Linked DNA regions of Mus musculus: all the other regions are linked to region 1. Evidence: chromatin contacts called from public HiChIP or PLAC-seq data. All regions are on one chromosome and are shown on one strand. Each heading gives the region's core, a stretch centred on a gene start, on an enhancer-like site or on the middle of the called end of the contact. The rest is flanking DNA. Distances are from core to core; before and after follow the strand shown. Region 1 overlaps Gm32311 (a long non-coding RNA gene). Region 2 overlaps Hecw2 (HECT, C2 and WW domain containing E3 ubiquitin protein ligase 2). Region 3 overlaps Hecw2 (HECT, C2 and WW domain containing E3 ubiquitin protein ligase 2).

What was found. HiChIP or PLAC-seq counts read pairs in DNA pulled down with a chosen protein or histone mark.
Region 2: a contact with region 1 is called in an HNF4G HiChIP or PLAC-seq map of pancreatic cancer cells. The contact joins two enhancer-like sites. A contact is called at or near these places in 2 of 15 datasets of contacts at CTCF or cohesin (the NIH/3T3 cell line and large pre-B cells), 9 of 484 Hi-C or Micro-C datasets (Th1 cells, adipose-derived mesenchymal stem cells, bone marrow-derived macrophages and 5 more), 7 of 115 datasets of contacts at active chromatin or transcription factors (CD8 T cells, the HPC-7 cell line, T-cell acute lymphoblastic leukemia and 4 more) and 3 of 9 other capture datasets (adipose tissue, liver and pancreatic islet).
Region 3: a contact with region 1 is called in an HNF4G HiChIP or PLAC-seq map of pancreatic cancer cells. The contact joins two enhancer-like sites. A contact is called at or near these places in 1 of 15 datasets of contacts at CTCF or cohesin (the NIH/3T3 cell line), 9 of 484 Hi-C or Micro-C datasets (CD4 T cells, CD8 T cells, the G1E-ER4 cell line and 5 more), 4 of 115 datasets of contacts at active chromatin or transcription factors (the HPC-7 cell line, bone marrow-derived macrophages, large pre-B cells and 1 more) and 4 of 9 other capture datasets (adipose tissue, bone marrow-derived macrophages, liver and 1 more).

What each region holds. Positions count from the first base shown.
Region 1 is chr1:53,719,302-53,723,873 of GRCm38.p6, forward strand. All of the region lies in intron 4 of Gm32311 (a long non-coding RNA gene), which reads left to right. Among named protein-coding and RNA genes, the nearest start is that of Dnah7a, 15 kb to the left of the region's middle. Within about 2 kb of position 1,845, at least 45 of the 459 cell types and tissues checked have an H3K27ac peak or open chromatin away from gene starts, as enhancers often do. A contact at or near this core is called in the NIH/3T3 cell line, adipose-derived mesenchymal stem cells and pancreatic cancer cells, where this site is marked.
Region 2 is chr1:53,842,748-53,847,319 of GRCm38.p6, forward strand. The region is part of intron 21 of Hecw2 (HECT, C2 and WW domain containing E3 ubiquitin protein ligase 2); the gene reads right to left. Among named protein-coding and RNA genes, the nearest start is that of Mir7681, 4.4 kb to the right of the region's middle. Within about 2 kb of position 2,769, at least 102 of the 459 cell types and tissues checked have an H3K27ac peak or open chromatin away from gene starts, as enhancers often do. A contact at or near this core is called in the NIH/3T3 cell line and pancreatic cancer cells, where this site is marked.
Region 3 is chr1:53,821,894-53,826,465 of GRCm38.p6, forward strand. All of the region lies in intron 28 of Hecw2 (HECT, C2 and WW domain containing E3 ubiquitin protein ligase 2), which reads right to left. Among named protein-coding and RNA genes, the nearest start is that of Mir7681, 25 kb to the right of the region's middle. Within about 2 kb of position 2,093, at least 275 of the 459 cell types and tissues checked have an H3K27ac peak or open chromatin away from gene starts, as enhancers often do. A contact at or near this core is called in adipose-derived mesenchymal stem cells and pancreatic cancer cells, where this site is marked.

The DNA.
Region 1 (4,572 bases), core at 595-3,094:
ATTTGCATCCCTGATCTTTCTTTCTCGAATGTTTAGAGTGAGTTCTATAGAATGATTTCTGACTTCTCCTGAGTCAGTATCACTGCACCAATTTTTTAAAATTGTGCTGGCATTTCTTTCTGGAACGCATTAGATCATTAGCAAAGAGTGGTTTTAAATACATAGCAGAGATTAATGGTAGGCATAATTTTTTATACCTGGTGTATCCCGAGCTTTTGTTCCCACCAGAAAGAACACGCTCAGGACAATCGGAATCTTCTGCGGCAAAAGCTTTATTGCTTACTTCTTCAGGAGCAAGAGAGAAAATGGCAAAACCCCGTCCCTTTTAAGGAGAATTATCCTCTGCCTAGGACGTGTAGCTCCCTGATTGGCTGCAGCCCATCGGCCGAGTTGTCGTCACAGGGAAGGCAGAGCACATGAAGTGGAGAACTACCCTGGCACATGCGCAGATTATTTGTTTACTACTTAGAACACAGGATGTCAGCGCCATCTTGTAATGGCGAATGTGAGGGCGGCTCCCCACACTGGTGCACCATTGCCATGCTGCATGGGTATCTCTTGGCTTACTTGTGTTCACTTGTCCCAAGTGTTTGGTAATGAAGGCAGGTTAGAAGTTAACACCATGCAAGCTGGGTCTAGTGTCTCAGGAATTTCATCCCAGCTACTTGTGAGGCTGAGCCAGGAGGATTGCAAGTGTAAGGCCTGCCTGGGCACAGAATGAGTTCAAAGTCAGCCTGGGCAACTTGGTAAGACACTGTCTCAAAATTAAAAAATTAAAAATTGCTTGGGATTAGATCACTGGTAGAGAATTGCTTATAAGAACCCCTGGATTCAATCCTTACTGCCAGAAAAAGAAGAAGAAAGATGAGGAAGGTGAAGAGGAGAAAGAAGGGGAGGAAGAAAGAAGTTACACCTTGAAAAGTACATTGTCATAGAATTGGTACCTGTGGATTAAATTAGGTCAAGTGAGGGGCCAAACTATCCAGTGATTCTGACCTGCATTATTATTGGAAGTCCTACATCATTCTTAACACCTTTCACCTATGTGTGCAGTGCTTTTCCTACGAATTCTTTTTGGTTTTCTCCTTTTGGTTGATTTGTACTAATTTTATTATGTCAGGGTCTGATATGAGTTTGTGTAATATCATCTGACTTTATAGTGATCATTTCTTCTTGGGTGATATACATCCTCCAATCTGAAAGCTATTGGGAATGGGATTGCATCTAAAATCTCTTTCTCTGTATCTTTGTTGGTGGTGTATAGAAATCTATCGATTAGTGGACATTGATTCTGCATCCTGCCATATTACTGAATTTATTGTTTCTAGAATTCTGACAAATTTGGGGGATCCTTAATGAGCAATATCATGTCATCCACCAATAAGGATTTTTTTAAACTTATTTTCTTATCTGTATCCCTTTAAATTTCCTTCTCTTGTCTTACTATGCCAGCTTGTGCTTCCAGCACAATGTTGAGAAGGAGTGGGGATAGCAGACAGTCCTGACTCATTCCTGGCTTCAGTGAGATTGCTCCAAGATTTTTATTCCCAATTTGGGATGTTGTTGGCTGTGGATTTCTTATATAGAGATTTTATTAGGTTGCGGTATGTTCTCTTTAGCCCTACATTCTGTAGGACTTTTATCATGAAGGTAGATTGGAATTTGCCAAAGGGTTTTTGTTTTTTTCTTCATCTATTAAGATTGTCACATGATCTTTGAAAGCCTTTGACCGGTATTTCCTTGAATCTTTATCTGATCCAACGTGTTCCTACTATTTACGGTAGTTTGACTGCTTGTGTCTCACAGGTCACCAAGATTCTATTTGCTTTTCTTTTTCTTGTGAGTCATGGTCTCACTGGCTTAAAATTGCAACCCTCCCACCTCAAGCTCTTACACTGCTGGCAGTTCAAGTGTGTATCACCGTGCCTGGCTGCCACTTTCTTGTGTGTGTTGGAGGAGGGGTGCTTTCTAGTTTTTGTTGTTGTTTTATTTTTGTGCTCAAGTTTTATTAGTTTCTGTGACCCATCTTTAAGATTTCTCTTCTTTAACTTTAAGCTTACCTTGTAAGTTTCATTTTCTGGGTTATATTTTCCAGTTAAAAAACTATTTTATTCTTCCCAAAACAATCCATTTCTCTGTTACACATTTCTTTCACTAGGATGACCCTTGTTGCAATCTTTATAATAAAACTATGATTATAACTCTACAGCCTTCCCAGAGGTTGAGTCATCTTTGCAAATCATTGTTTTACAGTTGCAGGGAGACCATGGGAGTCCCCAGATTTATAGGCAGTTAGTCAGAACACACATGACTGTCAGACCTTACAACCAGTGTCTGAAGTGAGGATAATTTTGTGAGACTGATCAGTTTACAAACTCTTTGCTATGCATCCTTAGTGTCAGGGTTGTTGGAAAAAAAAAACATAAATTAACATATTAACAGGGAAACATTTATAGTTGTCTCAAAAGTTCACATTGGTGGCAGATGTTTTAGGGTAGAGCTGGCTGACAGCTTGCCCAAACACTGTGTAAGTGCACATGGTATGGGTAACAGGTGAACTAAGACTCAGTAGGTCTCGTGAAAACCAGGAGCCCCAGGCTAAGCTGTTTCTCTAACGTTAGGAAGACATCCATTTTTCATATTGTATGTCATATAGACCATTAAAATGTTGGGTGATTTTTGTTGAGATAAGCTTTACTCAAAGTACTATGTCATCTTCACTTATAGTCTTCATTAAGGAGATCCTATATATTTAAAAAATGTATGTCTGTCTTAGATAAGGGTTTTACTGCTATGAACAGACACCATGACCAAGGCAACTCTTCTTTTTTTAAATTACATATTTTCTTTATTTACATTTCAAATGTTATCCCCTTTCCTAGTTTCCCCTCCGAAAATCTCCTATCCTCTTCCCCCTCCCCCTGCTCCCCAACCTACCCATTCCCGCTTCCTGGTCCAGGAATTATCCTATATGGGGCATAGAACCTTCACAGGACCAAGGGCCTCTTCTCCTATTGATGACCAACTAGGCCATTCTCAGCTGCATATGCAACTAGAGCCATGAGTCTCTCCGTGTGTTTTCTTTGCTTGGTGGTTTAGTCCCAGGGAGCTCTAGGGTTACTGGTTAGTTCATATTGTTCCTCCTCCTATGGGTCTGCAAACCCCTTCAGCTCCTTGGGTACTTTCACTAGCTTCTTCATTGGGGACCCTGTGCTCCATCTAATAGATGACTATGAGCATCCACTTCTGTATTAGTCAGGCAATGGCAGAGCCTCTCAGGAGACAGCTATATTAGTCTCCTGTCAGCAAGCTCTTGCTGGCATCTGCAATAGTGTCTGGTTTTGGTGGTTGTTTATGGGATGGATCCCCCAGATGGGCAGTTTCTGGATGGTCATGCCTTCAGTCTCTACTCCAAACTTTGTCTCTGGTAACTCCTTCTATGGGTATTTTTCCCCCATTCTAAAAAGGATCAAAGTGTCCACACTTTGGTCTTTCTTCTTCTTGAGTTTCATGTGTTTTGCAAATTGTATCTTGGATATTCTATATTCCTGGGCTAAAATCCACTTATCAGTGAGTGCATATCATGTGTATTATTTTGAAATTGAATTACCTCATTTAGGATGATATCCTCCAGATCCATCCATTTGTCTAAAAATTTCATAAATTCGTTGTTTTAATAGCTGAGTAATACCCCACTGTGTAAATGTACCACATTTTCTGCATCCATTCCTCTGTTGAGGAACATATGGGTTCTTTCCAGCTTCTGACTATTATAAATAAGGCTGATATGAACATAGTGGAGCATGTGTCCTTATTACTAGTTGGAACATCTTCTGGATATATGCCCAGGAGTGGTATTACTGGATATTCTGGTAAAACTATGTCCAATTTTCTGAGGAACCATCAAACTAATTTCCAGACTGATTGTACCAGCTTGCTGTCCCACCAGCAATGGAGGACTGTTCCTTTTTCTCCACATCCTTGCCAGCATCTGCTGTCACCTGAGTTTTTGATCTTAGCCATTCTGACTACTGTGAGGTGGAATCTCAGGGCTGTTTTGACTTGCATTTCCCTGATGATTAAGGATGTTGAACATTTTTAGGTGCTTCTCAGCCATTCAATGTTCCTTAGTTGAGAATTCTTTGTTTAGCTCTGTACCCCATTTTTTAGTATGGTTATTTGGTTTTCTGGAGTCCACCTTCTTGAGTTCTTTATATATATTGGATATTAGCCCCCTATTGGATTTAGGATGGGTAAAGATCTTTTCCCAATCTGTTGGTTGCCATTTTGTCTTATTGACAGTGTCCTTTGCCTTATAGAAGCTTTGCGATTTTATGAGGTCCCATTTGTAAGTTCTCAATCTTACAGCACTAGCCATTGCTGTTCTGTTAAGGAATTTTTCCCCCTGTGCCCATATCTTCAAAGCTTTTCCCCACTTTCTCCTCTATAAGTTTCAGTGTATCTGGTTTTATGTGGGGTCCCTTGATCCACTTAGACTTGAGCTTTGTACAAGGAGATAAGAATGGATCAATTCACATTCTTCTACAAGATAACCTCCAGTTATGTCACCAC
Region 2 (4,572 bases), core at 1,519-4,018, 120 kb after region 1:
AGGCACATGCAACTCTTAGGGCCAATCAGGTTTTATACAATGACATGGTGTCCCTGTGCTCTGGGGTAACTGCATGTGAAAAGGTAAATTTGTAGCTCCAGGATAGGCTAGAAGGCCATGCTTAGGCTTCTCTAGGGCCACACAGAGGTACCTAGAAGCTCAGACTACCCCCATCATGCAACCTTTTTGTGGCTTCTTTCTACTCTCCTAGTTCTAGATTCTGAGGCGAGGCCAACAGCAGCAGACACCTTCTTCTACTTGGATGTCTTTTGCACACAATCCTCCAACAAACATTGAAATCCCAGTTGCAGTCTAAGAATTAATGTAGGTCTTCAACACAGAACAGTTTTCAACAATCTACTCCTGTTAGGACTCTATATTTGGCCACCACAGTCTCTCTTGTTTCTGTGCCTTTACCTGGTCTCTACTCCTGAGCAGATCACCTCCTTTCACCTCTCTATGCACAGGTGGGGGTTCCCTGCTCTCCTGGAACTGACCGCAACCCTGAGATGTGGTGAAGGAGCTAAGTCTGGACGATTTCCTTCACTAAACCAGGGTGAAGTCATCCCACCTCTTGAGGAAGCCACTTCTTTTTGTTTACTCTTAAAGAGCTAGTCTGCTAAATCCCCGAGGCTCACATCCATAATGTTTGACTCCTAGTCTCCCCATTCTCTCTATGTCATACAGAAGCATCTTGTCAGATACAGCTTCAGAACAGGATGCAGGCTTTAGACATTTCTCTCCAGGATTCCATTTTTGTAAGATCTAGTTCCTATGTTTTTCCATAGTGGGGGGGGGGAGCGGGGGGAGGGGGGACGTGACATCAACTGTAATGGCTAATTGTGGTTGTCAACTTGACACACATGGGAAGAAAGAACCTCAAGTGAGAAACCAGTCTCCACCAAATTGGCCTACAGGCATGTCTCTGTGGTATTTTCTTGACTGTTGATTGATGTGGGAAGGCCAAGCCCCTCTAGACAATGCCACTTTTGAGTAGGTGGTCCAAGTAGTGTAAGATAGATGACTATAACTCTGAAAGCAAGCCAGTAAGCAGCATTCCTCTGTGATTCCTGCCTCCAACTCCTGCCTTGAGCGAGCTCCTGCCCTGGATTCCTGTGATGAGGGGCTAGAATTTGTAGGATAAAATAAACCATTTCCTTCCAAAAGTACTTTTGATCGTGACATTTATCATGACAACAGAAATGAAGCTAGAACACCAATTGTCAAAGACGTCACGGAAGTCATTTTGTCAAATTTCCTCACTTTTTACAGCAAAGACTGAGGCAAAGTAGTGAGCTGAATCAGGGGAGTGTTGTGATGTGGTACCAGGTCTCAGACCCTAATCAGGTATCCTAATTTCAAGTTTAAGGTTATTTCATGAGCCATACCCTTTAGTAAATGCTAGCTGTTTATCAAGATTAAAACGATATTGCTTATAGAATGGGGCTTGGTAAACTACATCAGTAGGGCAAATCTGCCAAAGCCCTGGTTTTGTAAGTAAGACTATACTGAAATGCACTGTTCTGGCTTGTGTATAGCCTGTTGCTAATAGCTGATAAAATGCTGAGGTGCGTACGTGCCATAGAGAACGTACGATGGGCAAAGTCTAAAATTGTTTACTATCTGTCTCTTTATAGCAATGTGTTGCCAACGGCTGCTGCTACAGAAACAAGGAGGAGGGAAACAGATTATTAAAATATCTAGCTTACTATAAATCTTTAGTGAGATTCCTCCAGGGAGACATAAACACTCTCTGACTTAATATGATTGCCCCTCTGCTGGGCTCTCCACATTGCAGATATCCTGAGTATATCAGGATCACAGAGAGCTGAAACATCAGGAAAAAGATAGAATGATCCTGTTTTCTTTGAGATGACTGGTATAAGCAAAGTTGGCTCTACTGTGGATTTTCCATTAAAAATTAGACAGTGGTCCCTAAGATTTAACTCTAAGTATTTCAATAATACTGCACTTATCAGAGTACATTCTGATGACTTGTGTGTGTCGGCCTCCTTATACATAAATTTAGACTTTGCCCTCACTGAAAATTAGTGACCCTTGTGCTGGACAGTTTTATGTCAACTTGATGCAAGCTAAAGTTATGTGAGAGGAGGAACCTCAATTAAGAAAAGAACTCCAGAAGATTAGGCTACAGGCGGGCCTGTAAGGCATTTTCTTAATTAGCGATTGATGGGGGAGGGCCTAGCCCATTGTAGGTGGGGCCATCCCTGGGCTGGTGATCCCGGGTTCTATAAGAAAGCAGGCAGAGCAAGCCTTGGAGAGCAAGGCAGTAAGCAGCACCCTCCAGGGCCTCTGCATCAACCCCTGCCTCCAGAATTCGGCCCTACTTGAGTTCTTATTCTGACTTCCTGTGGTGATGATGAACTGTGATGTGGAAGTGTAAGCAAAAATAAACCTTTTCCTCCTCAACTTGCTTTTTGATCGTGGTGTTTCATCACCACAATAGAAACCTAATTAAGACACTTCTTTTTGCATTATAAGTTCCCAGAATGATACTCAGTAGAGGCTCTATAAACATTGCTGAGTTGTGACTAGAGCTCCCTGATGCTCACTTGAAGAAAATCAGCATAACTTACATTGTTATTTGGCATCTGGCAGTGTGAACAAATGTAAGCCAGTTTACCCTGAGATGGTGGTACATTAATGCAGTGCCACGAGCAAAAGGTGCCAATCCCTAAGATATGACTCAATCTGAAACCACTGTCAAACAAGTGAGTTGGCTTAGAAAGTTCACTATGTAATATCTTCTAACATGGTGAAGTTTGTTAAGACAACAATGACCTTTCTGACTAGTTCCTCTTGTGGTTAAAGACAAGAGTATATTCTCTGAGGAGTTGAGCTGAAAAGCAAAACTCACCTCAGGAGAAAAGAAAACAAATAGCTCTTTTAGAAACAAAAGTACGTTGAACGTTGAACTATTAAACTTTTTAATCTTTCTCTCCTCCCCACCCCTGCCTCCCCAACCCCTCCTCCCCCTCCCTCCCTCCTCCTCCTCCTCCTCCTCCTCCTTCTTTTTCAACTCTTGATGCATGGATAGAATCACTCCAAAGCTAAGATAGTCTTTCTACTTTACTTTGTTTGTAACTCCAAATGTAGAACTGCATATTTAGGGGTATGTTGTGGGATGCAATTTCTATCTATGTTTAGAAATTCAGTGAACATGTTCCAGCAGGGCCTGCAGTCACGAAGCTCCTATAACGCCTTAGCAACCTCGTCCATATAAATAGTTAATGTGACTCATATCACAGAGATCGTTTGTTACATTCCTGTTTTGCCGGTTAGGTTGGTTACATGGTTAAAGACTTGGCAAGGAAACACAGAAACTCTGGACAACGGGTGTGTAGCCACAAAGCAGCTGCATTTGAGGGCATTTCTGAGTAAGCACAGATGTCAGTAGAGTGGCCATAGTGTCTCAAGCCCTACCCGCTGACAAAGCATTGTACCCACCATGGTGCTGCTGGCCTGGCACATCACGAGTTAGCAGCACCTGACATGGGTTAAAATAGTTAACTTTATTCTTCCATTCTTAGTATAACAAAAATTAACTGAAAACAAAATACTCCAATAGGAGCAGTCTGTAAAATGAGAGCAGACAATGGCCTCAGGAAGTCACACTACCTCTTACCCCAGGCTTGTCCAGGCACACGAGGCCTAGGCACCTTCTGATTCAACCACAGTTGAATTTGAATCAGAGCAGTGAGGCTAAGCTTCTGAGGCCTGGGAGTTAAGTGTGGAAATAGGACCAGACAAAGTTGCTCTTGGTGGTACCAAGCTAAAGCCTGGCTACAGCGCATCTTTCTTTGACAGGTAAAGATGATTCAGATGATGCAGCTGCTTCCTTGAAGAGGGCAAGCAGCAGCCCAAGTTCAACTGAAGTTCCACAGCTTTCCAGCTCACTCCCCAATCTGGTTATGTGTGAGCCATGCTGGGTAATTGATTAGCTGTGGAAAAGTAAACTATCTTAGATCATTTTCTTTCCTAGCTATTTTTATCTCCCTATCCTGGGGGAATACAGAAAGAGCTCAAAAGAAAGATGCTACAAACTAAAACTATTTGCATATGCTCCTCCCTAGTCTAAGTGTGGCTTGCAAGACTGATGACTGATGTCATCTTGACAGCTCTTTGCACATAATGAATTCATTCTTTCTTAAATAAAGGTGCCCTTCACAGAAGTGCCATGAAAACAAAAAGACGTGGACTAATCACTGAGCAAACATCCTCTCTTTGTCTACGACATTATTTCTTCACTATTAGGCCTGGATACCTTATCAAAACCTGAGTTCTAGTACCATGTGAACTTTGGTTGCTAGGATTATTAATTAACAGAAAGGATACACTGAAGACTCATATATAGCATTTCAGTCACTGTATACTATTAACCATATAGAAGCAACTCCTAGGCAGACTGAGGGTCATCAGAAATAGGCAACAAACCATTTCTCCTCACCTTTGAGCAAGGTTACTTTTTTGGTGATGTTACCACTGCTATACTCCCCTACCCTAACTTTCTAGGGCAAGATAACCATGGTAAGCTTGGTGGAAATTCTAGTG
Region 3 (4,572 bases), core at 843-3,342, 100 kb after region 1:
AGGGATGTGGACCAGCAGAAAGTAGACTTGGGCAGCAGGTCCCACAGTCTTCAACTAGAACTGGATCTTTATGTTTGAAGAACAGCCAAGAGGTAGTGGCTAAGGCAGGTGTGGGCTGAGAGGTCTGAGTTAGGGTCCTGACCAGGTCTCCCACCTTCCAGTGCTTCAGAAGGAGCCTGAATTTTATTTCAGCAACTGAAGGCTGCAAGTAGGGGAGAGAGATGATCTTAACAAGTGGGATGAATAATATGAGGGTGGATGAAGCAGAGTAGGAGGAGTCTGGCTGGCTGCCTGCTGCAGTGATCCAGGTGAGAGGTGAGTGTGTCATGGAGTAGGCTGGTGATAAGAGATGAACCTAGTTTGTGCTCTTGAAGCCAAAGGAAAGGAACAGCTTAATCTTTAGCAATTGTGTTGCTTGTTGCCCACCAATAATAAACTTACAGATTGATTTATGAAACAGCTTTCAAGGTCTGTTAGTAAATTTGACTTGGATTATGTCATCTCCTACTGCAGGTAGCAAGATAATCTCTTCATTAAAATTTTGCAAATTCTTTCAATGTTTTCTTTTTACCAGAGTCTATTTTTAGAGCCCCCTCCACCCCTCCCCCCCAATTTAAAGATAGGGAACTTTGAAGCTGGTCTTGAACATTCAACCTCTTTGTCTCTGCTTTCTGGAATTACAGGTAGGATAGGCACCACCTGGCCTGGATTCACAATCTACTTTTATAATAAATTACCTACCTACAAAGCAAAGACCAACCCAAAAGTGCTATCACGTTTACATATGCTAATAAGCTCATAAATTGATTCAATGGAAGAATAAGGTAAAAATCTTTAAGTATTTCGGTTATAGGGAACTGAGTGGGTGGGCAGGGGGTGTTGAAGAGAGAGATTGTTTTAGAGGTTAAACTATGAGAACCTATCAGAAGCCCTCTCACATTAACAGCCTCACTGGACACCAGCAGCAGGACAGATCCACAAAAGGGACACCAATGGGTGTCCAGAACTCATCCTTATCCTTTTTTTTTTTTTTTCTTAAATTGTGCAAAGAGCCATTTTATTTCAGGACTCCTCTGTGCTTTTCTATTGACTAGCTGAAAGAGGGCCTGGATGGTAAACGCTCTTTTATTGGAGGAGGAAAAAACTGCATTATTGATGATACTGCAGAGCAATAAAAGACATGGAAAGAGGTTCATAATTAATGGTGTGAAACACACACACACAAAAATCAGCTTGCAGACAGGTTATGCAGCACAGTTTTTGTTTTCAAATCTGTACACGTGTGTGTCCACATGCGAGCAACTTAAGGACGAGTAGAAGCAGACACTCCAGACTGTTGGACATTTGACTGGAGATATATATATATACTTTATACACATTTAATGTATTTACATTTTAAATATTTTCCTTGGCATGTTTGCAAAAAGTTTTCCTTTTATACCACAAATAAAAAGTATAATTTTCCAGTGAGAAAAAGATTCTCATTAAAGAGAGAGAGAGAAAAAAAAAACAAAACCAAACCTACTATATGTTTCTAGGTCTATTCCATTGGGTGTGGCAGTGTGTGCGCCTCAGACACCAGCACCCTTGAGAGTAAGGCTAAGCCAGGGAATTACAAATTCTAGGTCAACCTGGGCTCCAAAAATCACAAACCAGCAGTGCCGTTCTGTTGTATAAAATCCTTTCCTGGAGACTTCTGTTCCAGAGTGAGTTTACTCCCCTAACTTTACTTTACTCTCCTAACTTCTGGGTTGACATTTCAGTCTTCTCAAATTCATGACACAACTAACTTCCTATATGAACATCTTCTCTTTGGTCAAAGAGAAGCGGCTTCCCCAAGCCTTCCCCAAGCGGCTGCAGTCCCTGCTGCTCTCTAACTCTCTCTCTCCCTCCATTTTCAATCAGCCGGCAGAAACCTCAGATGAACTCAGGAGAGAGCACTGCTCTGCACTTTGCAGACTGGCATGTGAACTGACTGCTTAAGAGGAAATGCCATAAAGTGAGTTTACTCTTTACTCATAAAACCCCCAGAGCTCCAGGGGGTAGGAAGTCTTCTACAGAAATGCAAATGCAGAGCGAAACCAGCAGCCACCAAGCAGAGGAAGTGCAGTAATCCGTTCAGGCTGCTAGTCTCCATGGAAACGCCATTGAGTAAGTCTCAAGTCTCTATCAGCTAAATCACTGGTTACTTTATTACTACAGAAGAAGGGGGGAAAGTCGTGGATACAACTTGTTCCGGCTTCAGAGACTACCATATATACTTTAATAAACACATTTCTTGAGGAACATTTGATCAGAGCTACCCAGGGCTACCACGGAATGAGCATAAGGAATCAAAGAGCACAAGTCACACTAGCTTGCTTGGAAGGTTGAAAGACTGAATTATCTGTCCAAGAGCCTCTCTGTCATCACTCTGGCTTGCAGTGACAGCTGTCACCCTTCACACCCTTCCAACTCTGCGGGTTAGAGCTTCTCATGGGAAGATGATAATATACTTGTGAGAAGGAAGTTTCAAAAAAGTATATTTATTTTTAGTAAGGAGGACATTGGTTCTATCTAGTATATTTGTACAGTATCACAACTTAAATGATAGACACAGAATCACTAAGAGGGAAAAGAATATACTGGAGCTGACTGGCTTGAGGCCTACCAGCCGCCTAGCTCTGTGAAGCCAGGAAACAGCAAGGGGGCGGATGGCTTTAGTGTGTATGTTTTGGTCTTTGGAGTATTAGACTCAGTAATATAAAGCAATGTCACCGATTTCTTTATACTCAAGTGATACTTTAAATCTCATAAAAGGTTATCAGTGAAAAAGTTGCTTCTGATAAAACTTATACTGCTATGTCCTGAAGTGATTTCTCTTATGTTTTTGTCTAAATGAGGTATGTGAGAGAGAGAGAGAGAGAGAGAGAGAGAGAGAGAGAGAGAGAGACAGAAAGCATTCATCTGAGTAGTACGGAAGCTACACAGGTTAAAGATTAAAGGCTTAAACGGAAACAAGAAAGCATACACTCCCTAAAGACTTTCTAATACATTATCTCATTCAGGTGTTAGAAATACTCTCTGAGCCCGGGCATTGTTACTTCTGTTCTATGGAGAGGGATAACACCTTTCTTTGTGCTGCATTATGATAAGGGTAGGAACAGGCGCCCATACAGCAAGAGAGGAAGAATGACAATAGCTCTTACCCAACTGTGCGTTTGCAATGATTCTGACAAACAGCTCCATCTACAATGAGTCAGCCTGAGAACTTTCTGGAACTACCAGGGGAAGTAGCGATGCCAGCATAGACAACCATCAAGACTCTTCAGCAATTCTATGGTGTTACCACTCACTCAACCCAAGCTAACATACCACCCCACCAACTGTCTATAGAAGAGGCAACTGAACCCTGAAATTCACCAAGTAGTGGTCCTGGAGATCCCAAAGTTTGATGGTGACAAAGTGGACCTGGAATCCAGGATTTCTACCTTCACAAGCCCTACCTCCCAGCGTTGTGTATTTATTGTTAGCCACAGTAAAGCAATAGTTTTCAACCCCAACAAAATGTATGATATTGTTGAGAGTCTGGTACAGAGAGGACTCAAATGGAATGAGAACAGATACTAGCCACCTCAGAGGTATGCAACACATCCACAAGACTGAATCCTATTCAACAGCTACCATATGCTACTCCTTTTCAACAGTGATTTATCATCAGAGCTTTGTGCTGGCTCAGGTATGTCAACTCGATACAAGCTAGAGTCCTTTAAGAAGTCAATTGAGAAAATGCCCTGAACACATTGCCTGTGGGCAAGCCTATAGTGCATTTTCTTGATTGATGTTTGATATGGGAGTGCCCAGATCACTGTAGTTGGGACCACACCTGGATTGGTTGCTGAACAAGCAATGGGGAGTAAGCCAATAAGCAGCACCTTCCATGGCCTCTACATTGATTCCTGACTTGAGTTCCTGCCCTGGATTCCCTTGGGTGATAGGTTGTAAGATGAAATGAACCCTTTCTTCCTCAACTTGCTTTCTGGCCACAGTGGTGTTTTTTGTTTTTGTTTTTAAATTCACTTTCAAGGGTTTGGGGTTTTGTTTTGTTTTTTTGAGATTATAATATAATCACTTCATTTCCCCCTTAGCATTCTCTCACCCCAAACTCTTCATGTGCCCTTCTTTGCTCTCTTTCAAATTTATGGCTGCTTTATCTTTGTTTTCTTTTCCTTTTGCTCTCTCTCTCTCTCTCTCTCTCTCTCTCTCTCTGTTTGTAAAAGCATAAATATAACTTGCTCAGACTGTATAATGTGTTTGGATGTGCACTTTCATGGCTGACCACCTGGTTTTGGATGACCAGTTGAGGTGCTCATCCGTCTCAGCCCAGCATGCCTATGGCTCTTTGTCTAGGGTTGTAGCCTTCATTCATGTTAGCATGTCTATTGGTGTTATAAACAGACTTTGAAAGCCAGAAGCACTGTATTCCAAGGCCTAAAAGACATGATGGCTAGCTTAAATTAATAAAACATAGCAAAACTATCTGGCATAGTTGAATGAGAGAAAAACTTCCCTTGACATAAATGACCTAAAAAA